Regions from separate parts of the Mus musculus genome. Here region 2 is linked to region 1. A link is a contact called in public HiChIP or PLAC-seq data. All regions are on one chromosome and are shown on one strand. Each heading gives the region's core, a stretch centred on a gene start, on an enhancer-like site or on the middle of the called end of the contact. The rest is flanking DNA. Distances are from core to core; before and after follow the strand shown. Region 1 overlaps Chchd6 (coiled-coil-helix-coiled-coil-helix domain containing 6). Region 2 has its middle 15 kb from the start of Gm36735.

The links. HiChIP or PLAC-seq counts read pairs in DNA pulled down with a chosen protein or histone mark.
Region 2: a contact with region 1 is called in an H3K4me3 HiChIP or PLAC-seq map of bone marrow-derived macrophages, with 4 times the contacts expected there. The contact joins two enhancer-like sites. A contact is called at or near these places in 4 of 484 Hi-C or Micro-C datasets (bone marrow-derived macrophages, nephron progenitors and peritoneal macrophages), 2 of 115 datasets of contacts at active chromatin or transcription factors (bone marrow-derived dendritic cells and bone marrow-derived macrophages) and 1 of 9 other capture datasets (bone marrow-derived macrophages).

Annotation. Positions count from the first base shown.
Region 1 is chr6:89,413,984-89,417,227 of GRCm38.p6, forward strand. All of the region lies in intron 6 of Chchd6 (coiled-coil-helix-coiled-coil-helix domain containing 6), which reads right to left. Among named protein-coding and RNA genes, the nearest start is that of Gm52910, 3.9 kb to the left of the region's middle. Within about 2 kb of position 1,973, at least 11 of the 459 cell types and tissues checked have an H3K27ac peak or open chromatin away from gene starts, as enhancers often do. A contact at or near this core is called in bone marrow-derived macrophages, where this site is marked.
Region 2 is chr6:89,256,515-89,259,635 of GRCm38.p6, forward strand. No RefSeq gene overlaps it. Among named protein-coding and RNA genes, the nearest start is that of Gm36735, 15 kb to the right of the region's middle. Within about 2 kb of position 1,792, at least 80 of the 459 cell types and tissues checked have an H3K27ac peak or open chromatin away from gene starts, as enhancers often do. A contact at or near this core is called in bone marrow-derived macrophages, where this site is marked.

The DNA of each region.
Region 1 (3,244 bases), core at 723-3,222:
GAGAAGGGCAGCAGGGATGAGTGATCCAGCCCACTAAAAGAGAAATCCAGCTGTTTTTCCTCAATGGAGGTAAGGAAACTGTCTGGAGGGCAGGAGATCCTTTATGCTACCTCTTGATGTTCCCATTGACATATGATTAAGGTCACCAGGAAACCAAAACAAGCCAATCCAGGACAGATGAGAAATGGCCCAGATCCTTCAGGAAAGAGGTGAGAGTCACCCCTCGAGGTAAAGAACCAAGTAACAACAGCAGTGACTTGCATGTGAGCAAACAACTTTACCCAGTGAAGTGAGGACATGTCCACTGCAGAATTCCCTTTTAACTGCACACGCCTTTCTCTGGTACTTAAAGCACATTCCTCTCCTACCCACTCCACATTCCTTCCACCCTCAGCAGGCAGGTCTTGGTTCTTTACCTAAGAAGGGTGACTCACATCTCTTTCTTGAAGGGTCTGGACCATTTCTCATCCTTCCTGGATTGGCTTGTTTTGGTTTCCTGCTGACTTTAATCATATGGCGATGGGAACGTCAAGAGGTAGCCTAAAGGATCTCCTGCTCTCCAGGACACATTCTCCTTACCTCCATCGAGGAGAAACAGTTGGATTTCTCTTTTAGTGGGCTGGATCACAGGTGCGAAGGACACCAGGAGCCCAAGTGGCCAGGGAAATCTCGGCTTCTACTTCAAAGGGATGACTGCACCTTCTGGCAGAAACACTCCTGTTCTGGAATCAAGAATTCTTTCCCAAAAGGAGCAAACAGTTGCAGGAACAAGAAGCAGGAAGATAAATTCAATGCTCAATTCATCCCCTCCCTCCCTTTTCCCATCCTATCCATGGTGATGGTGCTATCCACATTTAGGGCAAGTCTTCCCTCTTCAGGTAGACTCTACTCAAAGGCAACACACAGAGGTGTCTTCCAGGTAACTTTAAATTCAGTGAAGCCGACAGTGAAGAGTAACCATGCAGGATACCAAAACAGACCATATACTGGATTATAAGTCAAGCTTCCAAGAGATTTCACTTTCCTGTTCTCAAGTCACTAATTAGCAAACTGAACTTGAGAGCAAGCATACCAAAAGTAGAAAATCCTCCAATGTTTAGAAAATCATCAATATATTTCTTCAAGAAAAGAAATCTGAATTTAAAATTTTAAAAATTGAACTAAATTGCAATGAAAATACATCAGTTCAGAACTTAAAATGCTGTAGCAAAGCTATATGCTCAAGAGAGAATTCCTAGGCATGACCACAGATAAAAGAAAGGAAATAAAGCTGGGTGTGGTAAGCTTATCCACTGCTCATCCACAGCGAGCTGTTCTGAAGAAATGTGTTGTTAACAACATCATGTGAACAGTAGTAGAGCAGCTTATTATTTCTCTCTTAAATCAGCCAAATCACACGATGCAAACCCTGATGGCATGTGTTAATCACTTGGTGTGGCCTCCTGATGCAACTGAGACACACCATCTATAAGATGGCAGCAGCCACTGTCCAGGTCATAGAGCACACTACATTATGGCTGATTTTTTTCTTTGTAAAGTAGAATGAGCACACATTAAAATAATGACCAACAGTAGCCTCATATACAGAGCACTAAACCAGCAGCACCACCACTTGTGATCACCAAACATGGTGTGCTGTACACAGATGCCTGTGCTGTTGTCTCACTGGCTGCTCAGAGGTCTGTGTGCACTGACATGCAATGCTGTAGAAGTAAGTGTTCAGCCCCTCTGTGCTCTTCTGGCCTACTGCCCATGAGGTCCAAAGTTGTTTAAGGTGCTGCTAAATAGCACATGGATGCACTTTGCATTCTTAATAAAATGAAAATAGACCATGTGATTTTAATGTAACCCCAGCTTACTTCTAGGAACTTCATCTACATCTCTCTTCCCGCGCAGTACTCTGGTTATACCGGTCATCTTTCTGTTCCTTAAGTGAACTACAAGACTTCTTGTCTCAGGGCTTTATGCACATGCTGAAACTAGCTTCCCCTTCCTTCCTTTGGCAACTCCTTTTCATCTCATAAGAGTCAGTTCAAATGTCATTTCCTCTGCAAATCCAGCCTAGGTCAGGTTCCTTGCTGGACACTCCTAACTCATGCACCATATCTCATAGTACTACTAGACCATTGTGAACGTTTGCTGGGAAATTGCTTCCTCTGCAATTCAGTTTAAGAAACTGTTTTTCATATCTCAAATGTCACTAGGTTCTTCCTGGCAGAGAAAGAAGCTGTCCTGTTCCTAGCTAGAACCTCAGTTCTATCAGCTATCAGGAACAGGAGCCACGCCACATGTGGTAAATGAATGAACAAAAACATGGACAGAGTTTATCATCTCAGTAATCATTTGGTTTGCTCAGAGCTGTTAGCGATGCTCCACTGTCTTGGAAGGAAACTCCCACCATTTCTGCCACTAGCAGCTGGCATTCATTCCTGTGACATTTACAATGCAATTTGCAATCATTTGCTAATCTGAAAAATTTCACAAACATTTTTTCCTTTGATATTTAAGGAAAATACTTTCTAACTTTGCACTGTTTACTACATGAGGGAAAAGACAGTATTCTAGAAACTCTATTCATCAAATCTTTCTCTACCAAGCAAGTGTTGTGAAGTGACTCAATGGCTGCCATTATTAAAATCTCTTAGTACTGGTGGAGCTGAGACTCACAGATGGTTCACAAAGAACATCCACTTCTTGAACACAGTCCTAAAGGCTAGATACCCATGTGGCCATGGGGTGGCAGTTTCTGGGGAGTGAGAGGCCCATAGCCCTGCTTCATGGACAGTGCCTTCTCCCCATATCTTCTCAGGATGGGAAGAACAAGGCATCCTCCTAGCATCCCTCTCACATGAACACTGATCCCACTGACAAGGACTCAATACTTATGACCAGATCATCTCTCAGAGATCCAGCTGGGTTCCTGAAGACTGCTGACTCAGCCTCTAGCCAAAAGTCATGCTGCTACCACCATCAGCAGCTGACACAATCCTATGCCTCCCTTCTCTGTGGAGGCTATGTGCCATCATGTAGGGTATTGCAAAGTGTATCCTATTTAGAGGTGAAGAAACAAAGACCTCACTGATTGGAGTGACTTCCTAGTAAGTGTAGGGCTGAGGTCTGAGCCAGACGGTCAGGCCTAGTGATCTAAGGCCCCAGCCACCTACCCCAGGTTCAGAGAGTTCTTAGAGCAGAGGGTCCAGAGAAATAGTCAATGGTTAAGATCATTTTCTTGAAGAGATCCTGA
Region 2 (3,121 bases), core at 542-3,041, 160 kb before region 1:
ATCTAGAAGAAAATAGATGCTCACAGGGACTGTGCATGTCCTTGTGTGCCAGGCGCACCTATGAGCATGAGCAGGTAAGCTCCTGTTGTGTATGCCCACTACCTGTGCTACAAACTGATACAAAGGAGCTCAAGACTGCTGCAGACATCTCCTGTCACTCACAGTGTCTGTTCTACTAGGTGAGACCTCACCCCACACTCTCAACAGTTGGAAGAGCTGAAAGTGATCTGCCTGTACACAGCAAGAGGCAGGCAGTGGCCTTGGTGGAGACCTGAGAAGCCTGTGTCTGGGACATCTGAAAGCCAGAGTGCTGCACAGGACAACGGACAGAGCATCAGGGATGTGAGCTGTGTGGGGGCTGCCATAATTAAGGCCAACAGGAAACAGGCACACCGAGCAAGCGTTACCCAGCAGAGGATGATGCGACCCCCAGAAGTCTTCCCAGGGGCCTGGTACTAGAAAGCGAACCCCATCATACAGAACCAGAGGGGCCCTGAGATCCTCTGCTGGTACTGGAAAAGGCCAGCGTGAAAAGGAGCCCTAACTTCCTTTTTCCAGCAGAATCAGCTGACCTGTGACATAAACATAATGAATCAGCAAGTTTCTATCATGTAACACACCGTCTAGAAGCTTAAGGCTCAAAAGAACCAAGCTCTGGGCATCTGGGTACAGACCTAACCCAGCTCTACCAGGCTCTCCCATACCTTGATTAATAGATGGGGCCATTGCTCACGCCCAGGCTCCCTAGCTGAGCCTCAGCTTCTCATCCTCCTACAATGGTTGGCTGGCTCACTCCATGGCAGCCTCTGCAGACAGCAAGTTCTTATGCATGTTTCCCAGTGCCCCTTGGCTAAACCAAGTCATAAGGCCGGGCCTATTCCAAATGTGAGTAAGTAATAAACCCCTTCTGGAAAAGAAGGACCGCAGAGGCCTGTGATGAAAGTTAAGCCCAGGGAGAAGTAGAGGAAATACGTGGATGGACAGTTTTACAGGTCAGTCCTCTGGAGGATGTGTAGCCATCCCCAGTGGCTACCACGCAAACTCAACAGGGCTACACCGGTATGGTGTGCAGGCAGAAGCCAGCCTGGGTGTAGCCTACTGCAGGAAGTCAGGAAACTGTGGCTCACGTAATGACATCCTGTCTAAGTACCAATTCCACCCAGCACAGGCTTGCCACTTGCCAGTGTGGCTCCTGTTCCCAGTGGTTCCAGAGAAGTTGGCCATCTATGACTTCACATGAAGTCTCTGGAGTGTTGAACGTTATCCACTAATTAAAACTCTTCCAGTGCTCCTGACAGCATCTGCGCTTTGGAATGCTGTATAATGATGATACCACATGCCACAAGGGATGTGTCAACCCTGAAGGGACATGCAGCTCCATGAAGTCCTTGTGTGGCTACAGAACCTTTGGCCAGGGGCAAGCAGGGGGGCTGGGTCCAGACCCTGAATTCCCTGGAGGCTGGTTTAGGAGCAGGATATTGGGCTGGGGGGGGGGGGCGGCGGTGCTTGAATAGCAGAACTGCAGACACTGGAGTCAGGGTGAGGAGGCTGGGAATGCCACAGGCAGGCTGCTGGCTTGAGATAGGCTCCTCTCTCATCTTGCTGCTGTTCACCTAGGTGGACATAGACTTCTGTGCTCAAGAAAGCCAGACCTGACTGGGCTTCCAGGTCAGCCTTGGCTGATTAGTGTTGGGAGCCCAGGAAGGCACCGTAGTCTTTCTACAGTAGCTGTAGCTGTTGTTCTGCAGTGTCTGCAACAACGAGAAGAGCTGGGCTGGAGCTGGGGCAGGCGGGGCAGGGCTGTGGCAGATGACTTAAGGCCTGGTGACCTGATTAGTTTTGTTATTTTGACTCAGCTAGAGTTATCTGGAAAGAGGAACCACAACTGAGAAGATGCTTGCTGTAAGATTAGCCTGTGGGCAAGTCTGTGAGGCATTTTCTAAATGGTTAATGTACAAGGGCCCAGTTTACTATGAGTGGTGGCACCCCTGGGCAGGTAGTCCTGGGAGGTCGAAGAAATGTACCTGGATGTCAGCCTGAGGAGTAAGTCAGCAAGCAGTGTTCCTCCACAGCCTCTTCAGCTCCTGCCCCTGGGTTCCTGCCTTGGATACTGGCTCTGCCTTCAATTCATGGTCGACTGCTAGTTATAAACTGAAGTAAATTAAAGTTTGCTTTCTATTACTGCTCTAAAACACCATGACCGAAGGTAACTTGGGAACTCCCCCAAGGTTGGGTTAGGGTTAAGAATCAGGGAGACTAAAGTTAAACACCATGAAAGACCACAAGTCTCTAGAAACCTGCACCCTGGAGTTCCACCTACCAGGGACTCCAAGGATAAGACTGAGCCTACGGTGGCTCTGTCTCCAGCTCATAGGGGAAGCAGATAGTCTACGGAAGGCCTGGTTTCTCCATTTGTGTGACTGTGTGTATTGAGGCCCCGGCCCGGATCCCAGGCCAGGGGTTCTGAGACAGACACTGCTCATCTTCTGGGTGGGGTACTACTCATGTGCTCCCCAGAGCTTGGCCTCATTCAGATCCTCACACAGAGTGGAGTCCATCTGGATGGCTGGAGTACTACGCTGGCCACAGGATATCATGGCAATGGGAACCTGGAAGAGAGGCCTGGGGTAGAGCGGCGGTGCTGTTATAAGAGGTTCAGAGCTTACTAAAGGGACCCAGAAAGCCAGGGATGCAGCATGCTGGAATCAAGCTGCCCACTTCTGCAAAAGCAGCTGTCTAGGTGTCCAGCATCCAGCATTAGGGCCTGCTCTTATCTAAGATGAGCTACCCTACCTGGACAGGTCTGAGTTCCATCGCCATCCAACCTGCCTTCTGTCAGGGTTAGTACATGGCAGGGCTGCTCCTGAGTCCCCCAGGGATGGCTAAGCTATACCAGAATCCCCTCTAGAGAGGAGAAAGGAGGAGCAGATGGCTAGCTGGGACTGGGGTTCCTGGGAGCTCCTAGGGAAACTGACACAGCGTGGAGGAGAAAATGACAGAGTGGAAATTAGGTCAAACTCTGAAGGAGGAGAGAAGAGCTGGCGTGATGGCAGAGAGGGGCCCAAGAGGGCCAGCGCTGCCACACGGAGAAAGGGGTGACGGGAAAACTTTCTCCAATTAT